Regions from separate parts of the Sus scrofa genome. Here region 1 is linked to region 2. A link is a contact called in public HiChIP or PLAC-seq data. All regions are on one chromosome and are shown on one strand. Each heading gives the region's core, a stretch centred on a gene start, on an enhancer-like site or on the middle of the called end of the contact. The rest is flanking DNA. Distances are from core to core; before and after follow the strand shown. Region 1 has its middle 20 kb from the start of CHRNA9. Region 2 has its middle 12 kb from the start of UBE2K.

Region 1 (6,649 bases), core at 3,762-6,261, 550 kb before region 2:
ATAGACAGTGATCTCTAGTGCGGAATGGCAACGCTGCTCAGGGAGCCAGCTGTGGTCTGTAAGGGCAAAGTCACACAAGGACAAGAACTCCCAGAGCTTTCCCTGAAAAGATATGGAACAAACCATTAAACACTGGTTTTGTTTTTTTGTTTTTTTGCTTTTTAGGGCCACAAGTGGGGCACATGGACATTCCCACACTAGGCATTGAATCAGTGCAGCCACAGCCACAGCAATGGGGGATCTGAGCCTTGTCTGTGACGTATGCCACAGCTTATAGCAACGAGGGATCCTTTACCCACTGAGCGAGGCCAGGAATCGAACCCACAACCTCAAGCATATCAGTTGGGTGAACACACTGAGCCACAACAGGAACTCTGAACACTGCTTCTTTGAAGGACCGATTGTGGGAGAATGCAATGAAAAAATATGCCTGTGACTTAGGCCTTAATGTAAATCATGCCACTTGCCCTTTACAAAATTTGTGAGCTGATAAGAAACCAAAACCACTGCAAAGTGATATTTCCTCTTTTTAGACAGCATAACACAGTAGTTATTTGTTTGCCTCTGAAAGGATTCTGTGCTCAGACTGTATTCAAATCTTGGAAGCGCCATTTCTTAGCCGAGGGGCCTTGGGTAAGTCACTTAAACTTTGTGTTCAGTTTACTCATCTCCAAAGGAGGCATAATAAAGGACCTATCATGAGGTTGTTTTGAGGTTAGAATGAACTTAAAACTGTGGCTGTATCTCTAAAAGTAGGTAGCAAACATTTATTACATGTCTGATAATCTATTATAGACACCTAACCAGTTAGCTGAGAAAATGGTACTTGAATCCAGGATATTAGACGCTCAGCTCTTTTGCACCAGATTAGACCCCTGCCTTATCCACTGTGGCTGGACCTCGCTAACATTTGTTCCCTGCAGGCACAAGATGCCTGCTCTCTGCCCCTCTTCCTCGCTTCTGCTGCTGCATTTCTTTTCACTGTGTAATTGAAAACCCGAATGCACAAGGTCTATTTATAGCTGGAAAAAAATTAGTGTTATTTAGCCTGAGCTTTTCTGCAACCATCAGTCCATTACTGTAAGAGCATCCACATTTACATTGCAACATCATTCTGTTTTCCCAGTGCCCTGTAATCATTAATTAGCTACTCCAAACAATGTTTATTGAATGTCTGCAGAGAGAGAAGCCTGAGCCAGCCTTCCTCCATCAGAAACCAGCATCCTCCTGGAGCTCAGCTTTCCACACACCAGTCACTTACTGGGCAGCTCTACTTGGATGTCCCACATGCAATTTTTTCTTTCTTTCTTTTCTTTTTTTCTTTCTTTCTTTCTTTTTTGGCTGCCTCAAGGCATATGGAGTTTCCACATATGCTTCAGTTCCAACCTATGCTGCCACTACTGCAATGCTGGATCCTTTAACCCACGGTGCCGGGCCGGGGATCAAACCTGTGCTCTGGGGCTGCAAAAAAACGCCACTGATCCCATTGCACCACAGCAGAAACTGCCCACCTGCAATTTAGACATGGCCAACATTTCATTCACCTTCCCCCGACCTTCTTCTATAGCCCCCTCACGTGTTCCTGATTTTGGTGAGTGGGCCAGCCTGCTCATCATCCCATGCCCAAACTGGGAGTGTCCTAGACTCCCCCCTACACCACCACATCCCATCTGTCACCAGGCTTCATCATGCCCATCTGTTAAAGCCATGCCACCCTTCTTATCTCTCCTGACCCATGACCAGGTACTATGACCTGGATTACTGGGATCACCTGCCTCAGGGCTGGTCCCTCTGCTTCAGGCTCTTTCTCCTCGAGTCTGGCCTTCATGTCATCATTACACAGATATTTTCAAATCTGAGTGTATTAACCCCCTTCCCATGTGAAACCCTCCCACCCTCCCCCTTTATCCACACGATGAAGCACCGTCCTAAGGAGACAAGGGCATTCATATTTTCAGCACTGCCTTCCCCCCAGACTCATGTCAGGCCATCCCTACACGGTTAATGACAAGGTGGAAGGAGTTCCTGTCATGGCGCAGTGGTTAACGAATCCGACTGGGAACCATGAGGTTGCGGGTTCGATCCCTGGCCTTGTTCAGTGGGTTGGGGATCCGGCGTTGCCGTGAGCTGTGGTGTAGGTCACAGACGTGGCTCGGATCATGCATTGCTGTGGCTCTGGTGTAGGCCAGAGGCTGCAGCTCCGATTCAACCCCTAGCCTGGGAACCTCCATATGCCGCAGGTGCGGCCCTAAAAAGACCAAAAAAACAAAAACAAAAAGACAAGGTGGATTGCCTGCCCCCCTTCCTGCCTCCACGCCTTTGTTGTGCAGGTTGTTCCTCAGCCTGGAACAGGCATCCTGCCTTGCCTGACCCATGAACAGCTTCTCCTCTTTCTTCCTCTTTTTCTTTTTCTGTCTCTTTTTAGGGCCACACCCATGGCACATGGAGGTTCCCAGGCCAGGAGTGGAATCGGAGCTACAGCACCAGCCTACACCACAGCCACAGTAACACAGGATCCAAGCCACATCTGCCACCTACACCACAGCGCACGGCAACACGGATCCCTAACCCACAGAGCGAGGCCAGGAATTGAACCTGTGTCCTTATGGATATTAGTCGGATTCATTTTGGCTGAGCCCGATGGCAACTCCCCCAGCTTCCCCTCTTTCAAGATATTTTGAGAGTCATCTAATCATGAAGCTTTTCCCAACCTCCCCAGGTAGAATTCTGTACTTCTTCCTCTGCGCCCTTGAGGCTTTTCATACCTGTTTCTCTGCTAACGTGTATCCAATTGTTTGTTTGTGTACTTGTCTCCCCAGTCTGACTGAGGACCTCTTAAATACCCTCTGTATCACCTTATTCCTCAGTGTCTGACATACAAGAGGCACCCCAAACATGTTCATGCAATACACAATTAGAGTGGCCAGAGCCTGTCAGGGGGTCTCCTGACTGCAGGTCAACGTCCTCCCCACACCCAGCGCCCTTGGTCGTGGCCTGCCTCCTTTGAGGGCTGGCACTGTCTGATGTCCCCTGTGGGAGGACAGTGGGAGCTGAGGGCTTTGGGTCCTAACCTTACTCTGGACATACCTGTGCCACACATGGCTCCCTGGAGGGCGGCCCTAAGAGGAAGACAAAACAAACCTGGATGTAAACTGCCAGAGGCGTTCCCTCTGGCAGGGAAGCCGGCTTCTTGTTCCCAGGTCCATCAGTGTCCCAGCAGGTCAGAGTAGAACCCTGCGTTTGACCTGGGAACCACCAGATTCCAGTTGGAACAGAAGATGCTAAGTGAATAGCTTCCACCTTTGAGCCAAATCCAATGTTGTAACAACCGGCTACGTATATGCTCAAGATGCTAAGCTCCTAGAGAGAGAGATCTGGATTTCAATTCTTTAGGTTGCAAGCCTCTCAGTGGGGGGTTAAGAAGTCACTTATTGTTTTTGATGGGAGCAAATGTTTTCAGATAAAAATTTAAATTGTTGGCTAGTTTTCCAGTCCAATCAGGCCCTGGGAGGTACGTCCTGATCAGAACTCTGCTGCTAAATCCACCCTTCCTGCAAATATTTACTGAATGCTGGGCAGAGAGTTTACAGAAGAATGAATACATTATCCCTTCCTTCAAGATGTCTATGGGCTTTGTGGAGAAAAAAAAAATTTCTTCTAAGAAAATGTGAATAATAGTAAGAGAGTTAAACAAGTAATATGCCTTTAAGACTATGCCTTTAAGGGGTGATTCACTGTCAAATGAGAAGTTTAGCGAAATGAAAAGACGTTGGCCCCCAGGGTGGACTGACTGAAAGGACATGGGGTGGCAGGAGAGGACATCTCAGCAGAAGGAAAAGAGCAGATCCTTTGGAACTTGGGGTTTGATCTTCTGTTCTGCCATTTATTAGCTACATATCTCGGGCATATTTGAACCTCTCTGTACCTCAGTTTCCTCATTGGAAAATCAAGGATAATGTTATCCACCTCATGGGCTCCATGGAGCATCCAAGAGCACCAACATTTTTTTTTCTTTTGGGATTTTAGGGCTGCACCCGCGGCATATGGAGGTTCCCAGGCTAGGGGTTGAATTGGAGCTGTAGCCACCAGCCTACACCACAGACAAAGCAATGCCGGGTCCAAGCCATGTCTGTGACCTACACCACAGCTCACGGCAACGCTGGATCCTTGATCCACTGAGCAAGGCCAGGGATAGAACTTGCGTCCTCATGGATGCGAATCAGATTCGCTTCCACTGAGCCATGATGGGAACTCCCAAGAGCACCAACATTTAGCACAAACACTTGTGCTAAGCCCTGGAGTACAAAGATGGAAAGGGAAGGGTCTTTCCCTCAAGGGCTACCACATGAAAAGGGGTCGGTAAATATTAGTCCTCCTCTTCCTCTACTCTCCACCTGTCACTTTAAAGGAGAGGTGGCCAGACCCAGTGGACCACAACTAGGTGGCATTAAGGACGTGAGCTCACAAATTTGGAGACAGAATAAGCTCTTTACATCCACTATGAAGAATTCCTGCTCTCTGGTCCCACCTTCTACTAGGAAGTGCATCTGTACCTCCTGAGGCCAGAACTCCCGATTTGCAGCTTCTCCCTTGAGTTTTGGTGAAGTCTGCCGGGAGTCAAGGTCAAAGGCAGTAACCTAGTCAATTCTTATTACCCAAAATGCCTGCTGTTTACTTAATTTTTTGTAATTACAAAAGCCAACCACTAGGGGGCATAAGATCGAGAAGCTGAGCAGTGACCCCATTCATCACGAAAAATGCCTTTTGTTTTCTCGCGGAAGAATGTGGTCGGGGTCCACAAAGCATACATTGTGGGCTGAGAACAATACCTTTTGCACCTTCTACAAACTCTTTGTAAAGAACACAGCTCCCTTGAGCCTAAAAAGCATTCTTAACTCAGCCCATCCTCCATAGCCCATCACGTTGGGCCAAGGGTTTCCCAGCTCTGATTCCATTTTTCAGCGTTTCCTTCTGTTTAAAAGCCCTTTGGCTCAGCAGGATTGTCTGTAATGGTAGTAAATGGCTCACATGATGATGAGGCAATCTTTTCACATCTTGAACTGCAATCTGTCTTTACACCACTGTCTGAATCCGCAGCCCATGGTTCTCAGAAAAGCCATCCACCTGAGATTATTGGTTTGGGCTCTGGTTCCCCACCCCCGCCCCACCCCAATTTCCTACACCATTTGCAGAGACTTGAATATCTCTCATTCTCTTCCTGCCTATGGCAATCCTCATTAAAATCAAGCACTCATTTACCAGAAAAAAGCAAAGACAAAAACCCTCTGAGGTCACAATAACTCAAGTCCCTGTGACAAAGCTTGTTTTTCCTTGCAGGAGGAGTCTGGTTTCGCAAGGGTTCATCTCTTCTTACATTTTCTGAGACACTCACGCACACTCCAGCAACAATGGGAAGGAACATGATTTCCCAAGCAGGTTGCCTAGAAACCACTCCAGTGTTTCTGAAACTAATTTAAACATGAAAATTCAGCCCCTGACTCATGCCAGGAATGCATGCAATGGTTTTCTCAGTATTTTACTTTCTTTTTCTTTCACATTACAAAATAATGCCTGCTCATTGCCTCCAAATTGAAAAGAATTTGAAAATATAAATGTCTTGGATAGGGAAAAATTCCCCCAAATCTTGCTATCAGAAGCAACCACTGTTGTCATTTGGGTATATTTTCTTCCAGGATATTTTTTCTCCTATGCAACATCATTGATATTAATACTAAATTTACATAGATCGTGCTTTTTCCACTTACCAGAGCATCAGCATTTCCCTATCTGGCTAAAATTTTCAGAAAATTGATTTTTTAAATGACTGCATTGTATTAGAGTCCATTTTCCTTTATTTACTTAACCGTTCTCTTCATGCTAGACATTTAGGTTATTTCCAATCCAATACCATCTTAATAAATGTTGTCGTGATCATCTTGGTACAAAACATTTACTAGATATATTCCCTCAGGAGGAAAATCAAAACAGGAATTTCAAAAAGTCTGAATATTTTAAAAACCTTTTTTTGAAAATATTGAACCGTTTATGATTTTTAAAAAAATTTTAAGCAGTATATTAGAAAGTAAATTTCCCTCTCTTTTCTGCCTAGGACCACTTCCTAGAGGTAACCACTGCTACCAAACATTTTCTATGAATATAGAAGAACATATATATTGTCTGCTTATTTGACGCTATGTATGCATTGTTCCACCACTTGCTTTTTTCCCTTATTGTATCTTGGACATTTTTCTACATCGGTCTAAACTGATCTGTTCTTTTAAAAAGTTGCACAACATTCCATTAGATGACGTACTATCACTCATTTGCCTTGGACAGATCTTTTTTTTTTTTTGCCTTTTAGGGCCACACCCGTGGCACATGGAGGTTCCCAGGCTAAGGGTCTAATCGGAGCTACAGCTGCCAGCCTACATCACAGGCACAGCAACACCAGATCTGAGCCGCATCTGCGAACTACACCACAGTTCACGGCAACGCCAGATCCTTAACCCACTGATCGAGGCCAGGGATCGAACCCACGACCTCATGGTTCCTAGTTGGATTTGTTTCCGCTGTGCCACAGAGACTCCCTGACCGGAACTTCTTAATGCACTCATTGCACAGTCAGTGAGCTGAGCTCCCAGCAGTGGGT
Region 2 (6,510 bases), core at 2,274-4,773:
CATCAAGTGAGTTAAATGATCCTTTGACATTTTTATTTGTCTCGTCTCTGACGGTACTGGAACAGATTCTGGAAACACCTTCCTAATGGGCAAAATCACCAACTGATGTTGGCAAAATTTATAGCTCACCTCCTTATCAAGATTCAGATGGATCCTTCAAAACCTCTTCCCAGAATTATTCAATACCCTGTGTGTAAAGAGCCTTCTATTATGGGCTTTGCCCGTAATAGAAGATTTTAAGGCTCAAGACCTCATTATCCCTTGTACTAACCCCTATACAACTTCCAGTTTACTGGTGAGAAAACCTAAGGGCCGAGGGTAGCGGTTTATCCAGGACCTCTGAGCAATAAACAGCATAGTTATTGACATTCTGTTTTTCATAACCCTGATACATTATTAACTTCCATTCCCATGGGAAGTAAATTCTCTAATTGGTTTATGCAGTGCATTCTTTAGTATTTCAGGTGATGAAGCTAGCCAATGCTTTTTTTTTTCTTTGCCTGGGAAGAAATGTAATTCACCTGGACAGTTATGCCTCAGGGTTTACTGAGAGCCCTTATTTCTCAAAAATTATGAAGGCCGATTTGGATGCTAGAAAGTTCCCTAGAGTCCCCACTTTGTTGCAGTATGTAGATAATTTGCTCTTCTTCTCAGGCCTCCCAGAGGAAGGTAGCATTCATTTCCTAAAATGTTTAGCCTTAAAGGAACATAAGATTGTCAAAGAAAAGTTACAGTTTGCCCAAACCCAGGTTTGATACTAAGGGTATGTGATATCAAAACAAGGGGTTCGGAGTTCCCGTCGTGGCGCAGTGGTTAACGAATCCGACTAGGAACCATGAGGTTGCGGGTTCGGTCCCTGCCCTTGCGCAGTGGGTTAACCGGCGTTGCCGTGAGCTGTGGTGTAGGTTGCAGACGCGGCTCGGATCTCGCGTTGCTGTGGCTGTGGCGTAGGCCGGCGGCTATGGCTCCGATTCAACCCCTAGCCTGGGAACCTCCATATGCCGCGGGAGCGGCCCAAGAAATAGCAACAACAACAACAAAAGATAAAAGACAAAAAAAAAAAAAAAACAAGGGGTTCAATAGTTTCTGTTATGGCGCAGTGGTGAACAAATCTGACTAGGAATCATGAGGTTGCAGGTTCGATCCCTGGCCTTGCTCAGTGGGTTGAGGATACAGCCTTGCCGTGAGCTGTGATGTAGGTCGCAGATGCGGCTCGGATCCCATGTTGCTGTGGCTGTGGCGTAGGCTGGTGGCTACAGCTCCGATTCGACCCCTAGCCTGGGAACCTCCATATGCTGCAGGAGCAGCCCTAGAAAAGGCAAAAAAACAAAAAACAAAAAAACCCCGCAGGCTACACCTAGATCCAGAGGGACTTCTTGATATTCTAAGTGTCCCAAAACTGAAAACTAAATGCCAGCTGCAAGGTTTTCTTGAGCTAGTCGGTTATTGCTGACACTGGATTCCAAATTTCTCTCTTATGGCAGAACCCCTGTATATTTTACTAAACAATAACAACCTTGACCCAATTTTATTGGAAGAATGGGATTACACAGCCTTCAAGGACTTAAAAGGAGAGTTTGATGAACCCACCTGCCCTTAGGCATCCCAATTATGAGATTCCCCTTTTCTTTTTTGTATATCAAAAGGAAAGTAATGCCCTTGGGGTACTCACCCCAAAATACAGGGAGCATCATCAGCCCATAGGGTATTATAGCCAGCCACAGGGAACACACGATACCTTCCCCCGGCCTCCGCCTTAGAACCATTATACTCACTGCCCTTTTGATTAAGACTAAGAAAATGATTGTGGGGAGTTCCCGTCGTGGCACGGTGGTTAACGAATCCAACTAGGAACCATGAGGTTGCGGGTTCGGTCCCTGCCCTTGCTCAGTGGGTTAACGATCCGGCGTTGCCTTGAGCTGTGGTGTAGGTTGCAGACGCGGCTCGGATCTCGCGTTGCTGTGGCTGTGGCGTAGGCCGGCGGCTATGGCTCCGATTCAACCCCTAGCCTGGGAACCTCCATATGCCGCGGGAGCGGCCCAAGAAATAGCAACAGCAACAACAACAACAACAGCAAAAAAAGGCAAAAAAAAAAAAAAAAAGAAAGAAAGAAAGAAAGAAAGAAAATGATTGTGGAATCCCCTTTAACCATTTTTGTACTTTTTCCAATAGAAGTCCTACTGAACTCTCATCACACTCAACATTTCTCAATCACCTTACCTCCCATGAAGTCCTTTTGTTAACTGCTCCTCACATAGCTCTTTCACAATATAGTAACCTTAATTTAACCCCGCTACTATTTTCCCCTTTGCCACGGATGAAGTCCTTCACAACTGCTTAATGCTGATGGAGTAACTCCTGATGCCTCATAATAATCTACAAGAAATTCTTGTAGATAATACTGACTTATAGCTCACCAATGCCTCTTTTTTTTTTTTTTTTTTTTGGCGGCCCTTCGGGCATGTAGAAGTTCCAGGCTGGAAATCAAACTCACGCCACAGCAGCGACCCAAGCCACTGCAGTGATAACACCAGATCCTTAACCTGCTTGGGTTTTCAAAATTATGTTTGGCAGTTGAAGCAAAAATTATATAACGCTGTCTAATATGGATATCAATATATGTTGAGGAAATCATTAAGGCAATTATATTACAAATGGGGGAATATAAAGGTACATAAAGGGAGGTAAGGCAAAATGTCAACACCAATAAATTTTCTCCATGTGTGAGAAAATGACAGAACTATACACACGTTATGTTGATGTCAAGGTCCTGGTTTTGATTTATTGTACTATAGCTATATAAGACGTAACCATTTGGAGAAACTTGGTGAAGGGTATGAGAGACCTCTCTGTACTATTTTTGCAAAGTCCTGTGAATTGATAATTATTTCAAAATTGAAAGCTATTAAAAAGTTAACACACGTAAACCACTTAGAACAGCTCTTGTTGGAGTTCTCATTGTGGCGCAGCAGAAACGAATCCAAGTAATAACCGTGAGGTGGTGGGTTCGATCCCTGGCCTCACTCAGTGGGTTAAGGATATGGCGTTGACGTTGCTGTGAGCTCTGGTGTAGGTCGCAGACATGGCTCAGATCCTGGGTTGCTGTGGCTGTGGTGCAGGCCTGCAGCTGTAGCTCCAATTCTACCCCTAGCCTGGGAACCTCCGTACGCCGTGGGCACGGCACTAAAAAGACACACACAGACAAAGGAATAGTTCCTGTTACACAGTAAGCACTGTAAATGTGCTATAATTATTAAGCAACATCTGCAAGCCCATTATTAGTCAATCATCTCCAGGCCAAACCACTAAAACTTATATAGGCCATTGCCACTTTGGTTCTACTACTTAACTTTAGGCAAGTTTCTTAAACAACTCTTAAACTTCAGCTTCTATGCTTTTTAGTAAGGGTTAAAGGAAATAGCGTATTTGAAACAGCTTAGCACAGAACCTGACACATGGTAGACATTCAGCAAAGTTTAATTACTATTTCTTCTCCTTTCCTCTTTCCCTAAGTATTGACTCCAGGCTGGTATTCTCATCTAAATTGACTAATCAGTTCCAAACCCTACTTCCCTCAAGTCTCTGTGTGGACACCATTTTTCCTGAGATCCAGCTTCTCTGTTCTTCCCATGGTTTCCTTAACCATTCTTCACATTCTGAGTGCCTATATATTTCCATTTTACCTAAAATAATTTGAGTTGGGCTTATATTATTTACAGCCACAAATATATCCCTCATATCTCAAGCGGCAGTTAGTGAGCTCCTTTCTATCTGCTAGATTGGATGCTGTCCAGTTCAAATAAACTCTTAAAATTTTTTAAAATAAACAAAGTGGCAGGTAGTTAATCTGCTAAGGCAAATTCCTTAAAATGTACTTAAATTACTTGAATAATCGAAATTAAACTTCATGGCCAGAAGTTCTTTTAGAAATAATTTAGTCCGGGAGTTCTGGTTGTGGCTCAGAGGTTAAGAACAGGACTAGTATCCATGAAGATTTGGGTTCTATCCCTGGCCTCGATTAGTGGCTTAAAGGATCCAGCATTGCCATGAGCTTCGGTGTAGGTCAGCAGCTGCAGCTCCAATTCAACCCCTCACCTAGGAAGTGAGGGCGGCTGAAGCCCTAAAAAATAATAATAATAATAATAATAATAATTTAGTCCAAAATTTCCCCACTACTTCTCTTGAATTTGAAGGTTAAGGAACTCCCAGAAATGTTCACCAGCTTAACAAAGTCATGCAGGTAATGATTGCTTGGAGCTAAGACAAGAAGCTGGGATCTTGAGGCTATGACACCACTACCCTATGCTATAGGGAAGTGGGAACTTAAGTCATTCTGCCTTCTATTTATAGGGCTGTAGTTACTGTTAACCTTTCAAATGACACTGAATGCTCATTTAGATCTCGTAGTCAAGAAGTTGTTCCAGTTTTTTTTTCACTTGAAATACAAATAAATCCAAGCTTCATCACTCTTTTTAAGCAGCAGGGGTTTTGTCTTTTAGTTTAGTTCAGTTTTTTTTTTTATTTTTTTTTTAGCATACACACTTGGTTTTGCATTAACTGTATTAAGTTACTTTTTGGATCAGCCTTTTTAGATCTTCTGGAATCTTTATTTTGTTTTGTTTCTTTTTGGCCTTTTTTTTCTTTTTTCTTTTTTTTCTTTTTAGGGCCGCACGAGTGGCATATGGCTGTTCCCAGGCTAGGGGTCTAATCAGAAATGAACTCGCCTTTCTACACCACAGCCACAGCAACTTGGGATCCAAGCCACATCTGTGACCTACACCAAAGCTCACGGCAACAATCGTTAACTCACTGAATGAGGCCAAGGATCGAACCCACAACCTCATGGTTCCTAGTCGGATTCGTTAACCACTGAGCCACGACGGGAACTCCCGGATTCGTTTCTATTGCATCACGTGGGGAACTGCTGGAATCTTTATTTTGTCATTTAGCTTATCACCTAAAACACCCCTTCCCCATTTTGTATTATCTGCAAATTTGATAATGAGCTTCCAATATGCTCATTCATATTAAGTGATTCATGAAAATGTCTAACAGCGTGGGGCTCTAGAGGCCTTTGACAAACTGCTGGAAACTCCTGCTTCAGAAATTGTATAAATCGTTTCAACCTCCAATAAACTATATTACCGTTCATTCTTCATTGTCGAAAATTTGTCAAATGCCTAAAAAAAGTAAGGATACAGAAGGTTCACACAATTTTCTTGATCTACAGTGATGAATAATAATGGCTACTACTTATTCTGCTATCAACCGAGGACTTTTTCACATATTGGTTTAAATTTCGTCTTCTCAAAAACTCAAGGTAGGTATTATTATTTTAATTTTTGCTGAAGAATTCAGGCTTCCTAGGGCATACATAAGTGTGGTATGGTTTTGGCTAACCACATGTTTCTCTAAATGTTGTTTTACTGACTAGTGGGAAAGTGGAAGATACCTGAGAAGCTGTGGAGAAAGTGGTAGGGTGCTGTTGTTTTTTTGAGGGAGTTAGAAGTGAAGGAGAGGATGCAGATTCCCTAGGGGAGGAATTTTAGGGAAAGGGTCAAGTTAGATAAGAGGATTTTTATGAATTTTTTTATGTCATATCTAATGTAATCCCCATTGTTTATCAATGCCTTCCAAGTTTGGATTATTGTTGTTTTGTGGTAAGACCATATGTGTGAGATTGACCTCCTGGGAGGTCCCGGGTGAGAGCAGGGCTAGCCCAAAGAAGCTCCATGACATCTGGCTTACATGACAGGCTCAGAGAAGTTGAGTGTTCAAGCCTCACTTTTGGTAAGTGATAGAGCTGGGACTGGAATTTAGCCTCATTCCACTCCAAGGCCCTGAAGGGGTCAGACCAGGAAGAGTAGGAAACCGGTCAGGAAGATCCACCTATTTCTTAGAGAGAGAATTCAAACTGGGCCTTGTTTTCACCACTTTTTCTTATTTCTTGGCCACACCCATGGCATGCAGAAGTTCCTGGGGCCAGGGATCAAACCCACGCCACAATAGTGACCCAAACCACAGCGGTGACACCAGATTTTAACCCACTAGCCACCAGGAAGTTCCCTCACCACTTTTATAAGGATTTGCAAACCATTTGTTTATAATTATCCATTCCAGACTTTTGCCAAAGAAAAATGTATTCACAGGCTTATAGTGTCTTATTTTATTTATTTATTTTTTTTGTCTTTTTGTATTCTCTAGGGCCATACCTGAGGCATCTGGAGGTTTCCAGGCTAGGGGTCTAATTGGAGCTGTAGCCACTGGCCTACGCCAGAGCCACAGCAACATGGGATCTGAGCCACATCTGCGACCTATACCACAGCTCGCAGCAACACCAGATCCTTAAGCCACCGAGTGAGGCCAAGGGTCGAACCCTTAACCTCATGGTTCCTAGTCGGAGTCGTTAACCACTGAGCCATGACGGGAGCTCCATAGTTTCTTATTTTAGAAAGTGAGTTCTTGGATCCTGCATTGTCACTGCAGCTGCTTAGGTCACTGCTATGGTGC

What was found. HiChIP or PLAC-seq counts read pairs in DNA pulled down with a chosen protein or histone mark.
Region 1: a contact with region 2 is called in an H3K27ac HiChIP or PLAC-seq map of alveolar macrophages. The contact joins two enhancer-like sites. A contact is called at or near these places in 1 of 5 promoter capture datasets (fetal liver), 3 of 47 Hi-C or Micro-C datasets (embryonic fibroblasts, heart right ventricle and subcutaneous adipose tissue) and 2 of 2 datasets of contacts at active chromatin or transcription factors (alveolar macrophages and skeletal muscle).

The regions. Positions count from the first base shown.
Region 1 is chr8:31,420,118-31,426,766 of Sscrofa11.1, reverse strand. No RefSeq gene overlaps it. Among named protein-coding and RNA genes, the nearest start is that of CHRNA9, 20 kb to the left of the region's middle. Within about 2 kb of position 5,011, at least 38 of the 83 cell types and tissues checked have an H3K27ac peak or open chromatin away from gene starts, as enhancers often do. A contact at or near this core is called in alveolar macrophages, where this site is marked.
Region 2 is chr8:30,872,839-30,879,348 of Sscrofa11.1, reverse strand. No RefSeq gene overlaps it. Among named protein-coding and RNA genes, the nearest start is that of UBE2K, 12 kb to the left of the region's middle. Within about 2 kb of position 3,523, at least 1 of the 83 cell types and tissues checked has an H3K27ac peak or open chromatin away from gene starts, as enhancers often do. A contact at or near this core is called in alveolar macrophages, where this site is marked.